Regions from separate parts of the Zea mays genome. Here region 1 is linked to region 2. The links are chromatin contacts, called in public Hi-C maps. All regions are on one chromosome and are shown on one strand. The core of a region is the stretch at or near the end of the contact, and the rest is flanking DNA. Distances in the headings are between cores, read along the strand shown. Region 1 has its middle 67 kb from the start of LOC103634989. Region 2 holds the start of LOC100217001 (Ectonucleotide pyrophosphatase/phosphodiesterase family member 3).

Evidence for each region. Hi-C and Micro-C count contacts between places; a contact is called where the count stands out from the background.
Region 1: a contact with region 2 is called in a Hi-C map of leaf, with 2.9 times the contacts expected there. The contact joins the enhancer-like site here to the promoter of LOC100217001 in region 2. A contact is called at or near these places in 2 of 25 Hi-C or Micro-C datasets (ear and leaf).

What each region holds. Positions count from the first base shown.
Region 1 is chr8:27,157,203-27,160,454 of Zm-B73-REFERENCE-NAM-5.0, forward strand. No RefSeq gene overlaps it. Among protein-coding and RNA genes, the nearest start is that of LOC103634989, 67 kb to the left of the region's middle. Within about 2 kb of position 1,934, at least 18 of the 20 cell types and tissues checked have an H3K27ac peak or open chromatin away from gene starts, as enhancers often do. A contact at or near this core is called in ear and leaf, where this site is marked.
Region 2 is chr8:26,754,794-26,757,763 of Zm-B73-REFERENCE-NAM-5.0, forward strand. LOC100217001 (Ectonucleotide pyrophosphatase/phosphodiesterase family member 3) reads right to left here and starts at 1,675. Exons shown (of 9, transcript NM_001143378.1): 1 at 1,607-1,675.

The sequences.
Region 1 (3,252 bases), core at 684-3,183, 400 kb after region 2:
AATGAACTATTGGGTAGACTTGCTATTGCTCTACCTAGTTTTGGGATTAATGTTACATCTGAATTATGATTATGTTCTAATTTTGCTATTGTTTTAATTATTGTTCATGTCAAGATTACTTTGTTAATTAGAACATGGAGCTTAACTTGAGATAACAATGCTACCACAAGGGTGGAATGGGACGTCCTTGGCCAAGTAATTAGAAAAGCTAGAGAGAGATTACCTTAAGTGAAAGGGGCAAGTGGGGAGGCGTCACTGTAGAGTATAGGGAGGTTCTCGGGTCGGGTTGTCTGTTAAGCTTTCCGGACGAGGGATTCCTTTGCTTCCTTCTTCCTGAATCCGTAGCGGGTTTTCTCAAACTAGTGGAACTTCGGAAAGGCCTTGTAGTGCTACCCTGCCTCGTCTCCTCGGTAAAGATGAATGGGAAGTCACGATACCTTGACAATTGGGTAACATGACTTGTGGTAAAGATGTGCAACCTGTGTAGAGTGTAAAACTGGTATATAAGTCGTGCTCACGGTTAAGAGCGACTCAGGACACTCGCATGATTAAGTTATGGAATCAAACTTAATCTGTCATTTGCATTGTATTGTGGGTTTATTATTAATTGTGATCTCATACTTAATTGGGTTGGTATCTACTTACACTTAATAACTACTAATAAAACTTTGAGAAACTTTAAAAGCAATGCTCATCTTTAACCATCTTCTTTGGTAAGCCTTACATTTCACATGAGCCCCACTATAAGTGAGCTCATGCACATTATTTCCTACATCTTGTTGAGCGATGAACGTATGTGAGTTCACCCTTGCTGTACTCACAATCCCCCGGGTCAAGAACAGGTACCGATAAGATAAGGAGCATGAAGGATGCCGCGAAGAGTTTGTGAGAGGTATAGGCCATCGTCTCCCAGTCAACTATGGTTGCTGGGTCGTCGTCTTCGTATGATGTATTATTTAGTTATTTTTGTACAGAACTTCTATTATATAGTAAAGATGTGACATTCGTTTCTGTACCACGAGTCTCCATATGTGCGAGTCATCGTATGCGTTAGTCGCGAACCGTCCGGAAGCGTGTATGGAGAGAGCAGCTCCTGCGCCGAGGTCACGAACCGTCTAGGCTTCCGTAGAGAGCACCGTTAGTTGATTCATCTCTAGTGATTGGTGCCTAAATTGAAGCCAACACTATACGAACTCTTGGAGAATTTATCATTGACACCTCTAGGGACAAGCAACACTTTGACGTCTAACCAACCCGTTGCCTGTCCGCTTTCCAACGGTTGAAGCTGTGCCCGTGCAAGAGAGACCCGGAAAGAAGCCTCCCTCTCTCTGTGTGTGTGTCAGGAACCGGCCAAGATGGGCTGCCAGCGACGCCGTCCGTGTGTCCCAACAAGAAAAGCACTGGACGGCAGCCCGCCATGGCATCGTTATTGTCCTGCTATGTCTGAATGTAATCCTTCGTGGCCTGGGTATGTGCGCGGTCCATCCTCCATGTCCGGACGCAGGCACGCAGCCATGCAGATGCAGCAGGTTGGGATAGACATGCCAATGCCATCAGAGGGCCAACAGCCGTGTACGTGATCGGGAGCTGGGAGTTTGGCCTGCCTCTTGTCGTTGTGTGTGTGTTAACAGGCTGTCTTCACTGTCACGGTCACGGGGGCTGGCTGATGGTCATGCATGCTGGTCCGGACAAGCAAGGAGACAAACAAACAAACACAGGCACGGACAGCACGGCCAGGAAGGAGGAGTGACTGTGCAGCGGTCTACGCTACGCACCGAGAGGATCATCCTAGGACGCCCCAGGCTGAGCCGCAAGAGAGCAAGTACACCAGCAGCGGCTGCGGCTGCGTCTGGAGTTACGTAGTCGGACTGTGCGTGACACAGGGTGAGGGAGGGGGGCAGGCAGGCACCGTCGCTGTCATGCATGTGAGCTACCACCTACCGAGCTTGGTCCCTGGAGACCATGGGCTCGACAGCTAGCTAGGTAGCTCATGGCTGTGGCCTGTGGCAGTGTGGCTCGATCTGCCATGCCGCCTCTTTCTGTTTGGATTTTGATTGGACCGGACCAGCAGTCATCGTCAGCGCATAAACATCTGGGGGCCGTCTGTCCATGTCCTTCTTCCCCTGTGGCTGTGGCTCTCCCTCTCCTCTGCTCACCTCACTGATCGCCACCTCCAGCTATCTGAACGAGTGAACGGGCAGCTGCCTAATGACTGTACTCCCATGTGTGTACTAGCTCTGACGACCAGAGACATCTCACAGCCTCGGTGGTGGGGGGCTAGCTGTGGGCTCCTGGGAGCGTGATGTATGTCAACGGACGCCATGAATGCCCCCGCGACACCTTCAGGTACAGGGCCGGGGACGCCGGATTGAGACACGCAGGGGGCCCATCCGGATCTGTTGGTGACCTGTTCTGTCCACGGCCTCGCATTCGCGGCAGTTATCTGTCCACAAAAGCCTCCCTTTCCTGTGTCGCAACAACTAGCATGCCCTGCTCAAAAAGAGTGCTTTGCTTACTATCTTTCCTCCTCCTCCTCCTCCTTCTTCTTCTTCTTTCTTTCTTTCTTGCGGCAAGTCCTCCAAATCCCAAACACGGCAAGCGAAGCAACTCGTAACGAACTCATTGTCGGGCACATTAAACTTTCAGTCACCAGCTAATAAGCCTTGCCATATCCAAACACAGTCATACGCCACGTACGGCTACACAGTTCACAAGGGTGCAGCTCACACTCGCTGTGATACTCGATGCCGAACGCTGAACTGTCAATCTCTCTCTCTCTCTCTCTCTCTCTCTCTCTCTCTCTCTCTCTCTCTCTCTCTCTCTCTCTCTCTCTCTCTCTCTCTCTCTCTCTCTCTCGCTCGCTCGCTCTCTCTAGTTAAGCTGTCGTCAGGAGGGAGACGAGTGGCGCAGAGCAGGCTGGGTCCCCGCGTGTGTTAATACACACAGAAGATTGCTCGGGAAGGAAGCAGACAAGCTAGCTAGCTGTTCTTGGCACGACCGGGTGCCTTTCCCCGGCTTTCAATACGAAAAGGAAACCTACGTTAACAGGTGCTGCCCCTGCCATGAGCATCACTGCAGGCCCATAAACCTGTGAAAAGAACGCAGCGGACTCCGATCCTCGTCCTGTTCAAGAATTCAATTGCCGACAAGAACTCCGATCCTCACGTCCGTGCTGCATTGCATCTAGCACGTGCCATTTTTTTTAGCTGCACTGCTGCAGTGAATGAAATGAGAGAAACAGAATCTAGGATA
Region 2 (2,970 bases), core at 425-2,924:
CAAACAATAAAGTTCGTTTAGAAAACACAAAGGGCCCCATGTGACAGCCCCCAAAAAATGGAGGAAAAAATCTTTCTCCAAGCTTACAGTAAAGTAAGCATAGGGCTGACAATGGGCTGTAAATTTTGCACTATAAGATTTAAGGATCAAGTCGGATTAGGATCGGGCTTTATTTCTAGTCATTTTTGAACTATAATTTATTTAGGGCCTTGACATTTTGTGAAGAACCATATGGATCACAATCCATTACCACCCTTAAGTAAGCACCGGTCTTACGTCTTAGAAAAAAGTACAGATTTGCTAAGTAAGATTCTTTACAAGGATTTCAAAGAGAGGAATAAGAATCACACTAACAAGGTCACAGAGTCTAAGCCCTAGTAAAGATTTCGACTCTGCAGCAGGGGGCGGACCATGTGTGTGCACCCAATAACTTTTTGCAAGAAAGAAAAATCGAAGTTATTAAGCAGGCATAATACACACACATACACCCATAATTAGATCATGTCTGAACACAAAATAGCCTTAGGGAGTGGGTGCTCGGTTTCGTTGTGGCGGACCCAGCCCAAGAAAGGAGTTAAGAGTGAACTTAGACTACAAAATTTTAGCTAAAAAGTGCAAACGACAACATGAAAGTCATGAACAAATCGCACTGCTTATATTCGCAAAGATGATTCAGCTATTGAATTGAAATAGAGCTGCACTGAACCAAAGTTACTCTGAATTTTCTAAACAATAGAAAAGGTATCCGAGCCAAAGGATTATTGCTGAAATTAAACTACTAACAAGGGAACGAACAGCTACTGCCCTGCCATCTGCTGGTCAGAGCTGCAGCATGTACAAGATCCACAAAGGCAAGCTAACACATTAAGCAATGACATTAAAAAACATCCAAACCTGCTATTGAAGCCGCATTGTAACAGTAAGCGGTGAGCAAAACTAACCCGATCAAAAACAGAGCAGTATACTACTGCTTGACCCTTGATCTGATGAAAAGTGCCACCTTGACCCTGGAGCTGATGAAAGACACTAATCTACGGAGCCGCCTAACTGCAAGTGTTAGTCTGTTACTGCGGTTGGCCCTAGAAGAACAAGCGAGCTCGAGTTGTTTTTGCTGCTGCTGGGCTGCAACTGCAAGAGAGGGACGCAGATACAGCCGCTGCGCCACAGGGGGCGCTGCCGGTTGCCGGTTGGGGTGGAGGGGCGGAGAGGAGCCGGAGCTCGGAGGGGTCGAGTGGAAGCACGGGACGTGAGAGAGGGGGAGCCGGTGCGTCGGCGCGGTGAGGGCGAGCCGCGGCCCGCGGCCGTGGAACTAGCGCCTGAGCCTGCCCACCGCTTCGAGCGCCGCAACCGACTGCGGACCTGCGATGGTGTGCTGATGTGCGCCGTTTGCCCTGGCTTAAGGTCTTCCTAGCTGATGGGCCTGGGCGCCTCTCCGGCCAGACGGCCCATACGCTCCAACTTGCAACCAAAAGCAACGCGCGCCGTCTCCCTTGCCCGCAGCCGTCTTCAACCTCCGCACGGCCTCTCAGGCGGGCGGGTGGTCGCCCTATTGGCCGGTCCGCCTAATTCGCATAGCAGGAAGAAGGGAAGAGAAGGGGTGGGATACCTGGTGGGTGCTCGTCGGCCTGCCCAGTCGTCGTCGCCACGACCGAGACTCCGAGAGGGGGAGGGAGACAGGGAGGGGAGAGAGAGAGAGAGAGAGAGCGCGCGCGCGCGCGAGCACGGGGTGAACGGGGGAAGATAAAGCAGGTGGTTAAGGGGCGTTTGGCACTTTGGACACAAGGTAGCTAGAGAGAGCTGGCATCGGTATGTCTTTTGGAATCGTTGGGTGCCCAAGGGACGAGGAAGGGTTGGATTTGGAACCCGTCAACTTTAAGAGAGCAGTATAATTTTATATAGAAATCGTTTATAAATTAGGAGGTGCACTAAATTCATTTGCATACAAGTGTTGATTCATGAATTTGACCTTTCGTGGATTTTTTTACAAGCTACACCTATAAACAGGAGTGGAATACCGTCACAGTTACACCTCATCAATTAGTCATCCTAAACCGTGTTAAATCCATCGAGTACACAAAGGTGTTCAAGGATCGCTGCAACAAAACTGTGGTTCTTAATCGCCTTAAACATGCCTACGCTACTTAATTGGGATCCACTTCGAACAGTATGCCACTGGAAAATATACTCATTCCTTGTATGCCACTGACCCCACATGTCATAGACACCAAAAAATATACCTATATGTCACTCAGTGGCACACAAGGGATGAGTATAAAATCTGATGGCATACCAGGAATTTTCTCCAACTTCTACGAGCTAGTCATGCATGGTACTCGCGACCTTGCCACTCCTCTACTTCCACATGTTGTAAGCACATGAAGTGAGACACCTAGACAAACATGTTTCATAACAACAAAAATCCTATCAAGGGGAGGATATATCATGACAAATAGTTTTGCTCGAGCATATGAATTTAGGTAGAGGTAATCTTAGACCGGCTGCAGCGGTCTCCGTCGCGCGCGCCCCCTCCCCTCTAACTGGCGGCTACAGGAGCCCATTTGGGCCGCAGCGACATCCCCTTCCACGCCCCCTTTATGGCGGTAGTTGTCTCTCTCCCGCCAGTGGTGTGGTGCCTCCTCCAACACTATTCATTCCTTGTGTTGTGGACCACGAATAATTGTTAGTATATAAAAAATTGATAGCGAATGAAAAGTATGGATATGAGATGATATTTTATAGCTATAGTATGGGTAAGGGGGAGTATTTAGGGAGGGAAACGCTGCCGGAGATGAAAAAGTAGGGGATGAAATGTTGACGATGTGACGCAAAAACTGATACAGGGAGAGAAATTTAAGAAGAACCGCTGTGGATAGCATCTAGCACAAGGAATTATTAGATCCAACACATTTGATAAAAAATCGGGCTTCGGCATGTATCTGTGCTTGCTTGGTACTTTGAGCCACATCTCGA